2 separate regions of the Mustela erminea genome follow, and region 1 is linked to region 2. The links are chromatin contacts, called in public Hi-C maps. All regions are on one chromosome and are shown on one strand. The core of a region is the stretch at or near the end of the contact, and the rest is flanking DNA. Distances in the headings are between cores, read along the strand shown. Region 1 overlaps RTN2 (reticulon-2). Region 2 holds the start of ERCC1 (DNA excision repair protein ERCC-1).

Evidence for each region. Hi-C and Micro-C count contacts between places; a contact is called where the count stands out from the background.
Region 1: a contact with region 2 is called in a Hi-C map of fibroblasts, with 3 times the contacts expected there. The contact joins the enhancer-like site here to the promoter of ERCC1 in region 2. A contact is called at or near these places in 3 of 3 Hi-C or Micro-C datasets (fibroblasts, skeletal muscle and spleen).

The regions. Positions count from the first base shown.
Region 1 is chr19:2,403,028-2,405,727 of mMusErm1.Pri, forward strand. It overlaps RTN2 (reticulon-2), which reads right to left. Exons shown (of 10, transcript XM_032323337.1): 9 at 1,783-1,841; 10 at 1,046-1,552. The coding sequence ends at 1,471. Among named protein-coding and RNA genes, the nearest start is that of RTN2, 8.0 kb to the right of the region's middle. Within about 2 kb of position 1,269, the one cell type or tissue checked has open chromatin away from gene starts, as enhancers often do. A contact at or near this core is called in fibroblasts, where this site is marked.
Region 2 is chr19:2,353,568-2,356,267 of mMusErm1.Pri, forward strand. ERCC1 (DNA excision repair protein ERCC-1) reads right to left here and starts at 1,393. Exons shown (of 10, transcript XM_032323282.1): 1 at 1,305-1,393; 2 at 737-848. The coding sequence starts at 829.

The DNA of each region.
Region 1 (2,700 bases), core at 19-2,518, 49 kb after region 2:
GTCACACGGCCAAGAGGTAGTGAAGCCGGGATTCAAATCCAGTTCTGTGGGCATTAGAACCCAGTCTCCTGGGTGACTGGGTGGCTCAGTTGGTTGAGCGTCTGCTCAGGTCATGATCCCAGGGTCCTAGGATTGAGTCCCTCATTGGACCCCCTGCTCAGCGGGGAGCCTGCTTCTCCCTCTCCCTCTGCCTACTGCTCCCCCTGCTTGTGCTGTCAAGTAAATAAATAAAATGTTAAAAAAAGGGGGGGCCTGGGTAGCTCAGTGGGTTAGGGCCTCTGCCTTTGACTTGGGTCATGATCTCGGGGTCCTAGGGTCAAGCCCTGCGACAGGCCCTGTGCTCAGCAGGGACTCTGCTTCCCCCTCTCTCTTTACCTTCCTCTCTGCCTACTTGTGATCTCTGTCAAATAAATAAAAATAAAATATTTTAAAAAAAGAAAAAAAGAACCCATTCTCCTGCCTCCTTTCTTCGTAGGTTTTGGAACCTGAGGCCCAGAAAGGCCACGAGGCCCTTTATTCCGTCCCATGGTAAGTGGATAGAGAGAAGCGGTGGGATGAGAGACATTTGAGAGAGAGGATACGCATTGTCTCCTGACTTACTAGATGTTGGGGCTGAGGAAGTAGGAATCCAGGGCCACACCGAGGTCTCTAGCCTGATGACAAAGTGGCAGAGCAGACATCCCTGAGCTGGAAATGAGATAGGACAATTAAAGGTTTGGATGTGTTTGTGGAGGGAGCCATCCAGAAGGCACCTGGGCACGGATCTGGGGCTCCAGTGAGAGGGCTGCTGGGTGGGCAGAGTGTGGGGATTGACTAGTGATGTCTGCCTTGGACACAGGAACGGAAAACGGCTGTCAAAGGCTTGGCTAGCCCTGGCATGGAGGGTCACTCAGCCTCTTCTCCTCAATCATTTCATAATATAGACAGATTATGAGGGAGCTCCTTCTGGATAGATGGGGAAGATTCCTCCTTGAATAGCACTTAGGTGCTTGTCGGTGCAGGAAGGTGAAAGCTGGAGGAGGCTGGAAGCACAGGAGGCCTTGGGTTTTCCACAGGAGTCTTTATTACAGTGTAAATCCAAGCTCAGGCCTCCCCTGGGCCCCATGCAAAGCCCTGGCTTTGGGGCTAGTGGCGTCCAGGAGACACCAATCTCTCACGGCGCCTCCAGCGGCGGGGTCACGGAAGTGCAGGGCGGGTGCCCTATCTAGGCAACTACAAGTCCCAGCAGGCGCCGCAGCCAAAGTGCTTCGCCTTTCCAGGACTCCTAGAGCAGAGCCTCTCGGGAGATGTAGTCCTGGCCGCTCAGGCAATTTCCACAAACTCCCTGGTGTGGGTGATCCAGACACCTGCCAGGGAAATGGCTCGGGCGGGGGTGGAGGTGGAGGGAGGGTGGGGATAGAAGGGAGGAGGAGTTGGGCAGAGGGCTGCGGGGGGATGGGGGCAGGCGTCCGGAAGGCAGAGACACCCCTTTCATTCGGCTTTGGCTTTGGCTCCGGAGACTGCGGCTGCTGCCGAGGCAAGGGCTCCGGACCCTGGGATCTTAGCTCGGATCCTGAGGGAGAAACAAGTGGGAGTCACAGAGGATGGCAAATGACCCGTAGGAATTAGAGAACTAAGGGGAAATCTGGATGGGGGCGGGGTCCAGGGGGCAGGATGGAGGACCTGAGTGGCCAAACCCAGCCCCTGCCCTCCCCAAGAGATTTAGAGACAGGTAATATCTGGGAAAAAAGTTCCTAAACTTCCCCAGTCCCCATCCCATCCATCTCCATCCCATGCCCTTACTTAGCTTTGATGTGGCTCAACTGATTGGTCACCAATCCCACATACTGGTCCATCTGGGCCTGGGGAGACCAAGAAGGAGAGATCGGAGGGGTTCTTCTCCCTGATTCATTCAGGAGGCTGCTTCCTCCCCCCCCCCCCCCCCCCCCACTAAATGAGAAATTGGGGAGAGCGATCCATTACTCCACCTTCAACTCTCAGCCTGATAAAATAGTCTTGGAAGTCAGAAGTTCAAGCTGAAGTGTCAGTACATTGGGCCAAGTTCTGTGTGGGGAATGACGTCAGGCAGACACACAGGAATTTGCCAGTAAGTTCTGTTTCCTGAGCATGACGATGAATCTTCGAGGGAGTTGTACGTGCATGTGTCTGTGTGTGAGTCAGGTGAGAGTGTGGGCACCATTGGTGTTGGTTGTCAAGTCTCTGAGTGGATTGACTTAAACACGAGTTTAATTCACAGTGTGACCAACTCTGAGAGTCTTGGGGCTTCCAGCACACGAGGGAGTTTGTACTCTCTCTGGTAGGCATGTGTATTGTTTGGGTCTCAGCTGTGTGGGGGAAGGGAACGTCAGTCCATCTGCCAGTCTCTGGGTGGGATATATGTCACTTGGCTTCGGTTCTCTTGGTGTTCTGGGCAACAGCCGCTCCACTCAGTGTTGACTGTCCTTGGCAGTTTCGGGGTGAAAGCATCGGTTAGACCACCTGCCTTGGGTTGGGGCATGTTAATTGGATCCTGGCTCTGCACAGGCGACACCAATCAAAACACTTCTCTCTGGCTGCTGACATATTCGTTAGACTTTAGCTGCACTGAGGAAGATCCACAGCAGACCACCTGGGACACACCTGTGCCTGACTGGGACATCTGTCAATCAGAGCCTGACTCTTCCTGGGGGGGAAATACTGGTTGATCCTCCTGTCTTTGGC
Region 2 (2,700 bases), core at 143-2,642:
AGAAAAAGCCAAAGCTGTCACCACAGCCCACAAGACTCTGGACGATCTGTCCCTGCCCCCTTGCCTCAGGAGGGTCTCACCTCTCACCTCTTTCCCTTTGCTCTCTCTAGTCTAGCCCCACTGGCCTTCTTGCTGCCCTCGAACTCCCTGGGCCTTTGCGCTGGCTGTCCCTTCTGCCTCCAGATGTTTTCACATAGCTCACTCCCTCACCTCGTTCAGATCACGGCGAGATGTCACCTCCTCGGAGAAGCAGTCCCTTCAAGTAAGGTAGCACCTTTCCCCCATCACCCCCTATACCCTTGACCCACCGTTTTTCTTCCTAGCCCCTAGTGATCAGCCGGTCCTCAGTACCAGCCAATTGTTTTCCCGTAGGAATGCAACCTCAGTGTTGTCTGCTCCTTCCATTTACCAAAACATGCCAAAAGCGCAGACTTTCTTTTTAATTGCAAAGTCTTCCAATTCTCAAACGTCAGCAATAAACTGAAGTTTTGCAAACCAGGGTGCCGGCCACATAAAACAGGGCTTGCCGGTTCGCTGTCCCTGCCTGGAGCCCTCTCTTAGAATCACCATGACATTTTACAGAAAAGGAAACAGACCTGCGGAGCAGAGGTGTTTTCCCAAAGTGACCCAGGTCCCATTTCCTAATCCACACGGGTGGCCACAGGACCGTTCCTGTCCTCCTTCCTCTCAATCGCCCGCCCAACCTCCCAGCCTTCTCCCCATCTCCTCATCCTACCCCTGCAGGAGGAGCCTCATCCTCCTCCAGCGGTATGAAGAATTTCTTCCTCGTGGGTGGCCCAGAGGGCTGCCGCACTCCCTCTTCGTCCATCCCAAGGTTCTTCTGGGGCCTGGAAATGAAGACATGGCGGCGGGGGCGAGGGAGACACCAGGGCCTGCATTCCCATCCTCCAAGCAGGAACCCCTACTCACAGCCACCCCACCCCAAAAATCCCGGCGCTCCGCAGCGACCAGTACCAAACACCCAGTGCCCCGGATTCTTTAAAGCCCCGCCCACAGGGAGCCTCCACCTTCAGCTCGCCCCGCCCCTCATCGGTCTAGGCGTACCATTAGCCCCGCCCCTCACGGTCCCCGCTTTCTATTCGCCCCGCCCCCCGTTGGTCCAGTCCAGCCTCCGTCCCCTCCTTCCCGCCCACAGGGCTCGCACCTGATACCCTCCCCTGGCTCAATCTCGTCCTTCTCTGAAACACTACAACGACTGATTGGCTCCTGTGGCTGCCAATCGCCTCCTCCTCCCCCCGCCCCCTCTCGACCGGGCCGGCGGTCGGAGCGCCGCGAAGACTCACCCTTGTCTCCGAGCCGCGAGTGAAAAACCGGAGAGGGACCGAGGCTTCCCACCGCCGTCGCGGCCAGCGCGTCCCCGGGCTCGCCGCACTTCCGGCCTCTCTAGCCCCCGATCCCGCTCTCACCGTTCCCCAGAGGGGTAGGGCTTCAAGAGGGGCGGTCGCTGCGCAGCTCTCTATGGTCCTGGAGGACTGCGGAGGTTTGGGTTGGAGAGAGCGGTTGACCTAGCCACCTGAACATCTCCGGTTGCCGAGAAGTTCAGTTTCGGTGCCCTTATAAGGCACCTGCTTGTGCTCGAGCTCCGGACAGGATTCACTGCGGGGGTGGGGGGGGGGAGATGGCGGGAGATCAAATTAGGTTCTCCCCGGGGCATGGGTGGCTCAGTGGGTTAAGCCTCTGCCTTCGGCTCAGGTCATGATCTCAGGGTCCTGAGATGGAGCCCCGCATCGGGCTCTCTGCTCAGCGAGGAGCCTGCTTCACCCGCCCCCCTCTCTGCCTGCTTGTGATTTCTCTCTCTGTTAAATAAATAAATAAAACCTTAAAAAAAAAAAAAAAACCCTAGGTTCCTCCTCTCAGTCCAGACTTGGGTTCACATCCCAGCTCTGGGCCATTGACTTGGCCTCGGTTTCCACATTCATTTATTGGTTCATTCCACGGTACTCCCGAGCGCCTCCTCTGTTCCTGGCCCTGGGCGGGGCAGTGCTAGCGACTCAGCAGTGACCACTGACAACCACTGCTCCCTCCTGTCCTCCTGGAGCTCCCACTCCAGTGGGCGAGACACACTTGAGTTCCCAGTGACGGCCCGGAGTGGGCAAGGCTGGGATGGGAGACCCGGGACCCCCGGCGGGAGGGGAGGGGCGAGAAGGGGCCGCAGAACCGAGCCCCAGGGTAGGGAAGGGCTTCCTGGAGGAAGAGACATCTGAGCAGAGACCTGGTTGATGAGTTAGAATTAGTCATTTCCTGAAAGAACAGCATCAGACTGTTCTAACTTGTGGCTCTCCGGTTACTAAGGAGAGAGAACATCTTTTTGTTGAGTTTATTGGTCTTATGTAGTTTGTCTTCTGTGGATTGCTTGCTCATATCCTTTGCCCATTTTTTTAATGGGGTTGTATGCCTTTTTTTTTTTATTAGTCTTAATTTGTAGGAGTACTTTATGGATTCTGATTCTAATTCTTAGTTATGTATATTCCAAGTATCCCCTCCTAGTTTGTACTTTGTATTTTAACTATTTATTTATGTCAGAGAATTCTTAGTGTTTATTCAGAACTGTTTATCAGTCTGTTCGGTGCTGACTTTGGGTTTTGGTGTGTTTTTTAAGAGAACTGCTATACCCCCAAGGTCATAAAAAATATCCTGTAATTACTTTTAATACTTTCAGAGTCCTGATTTTGTTTCTGT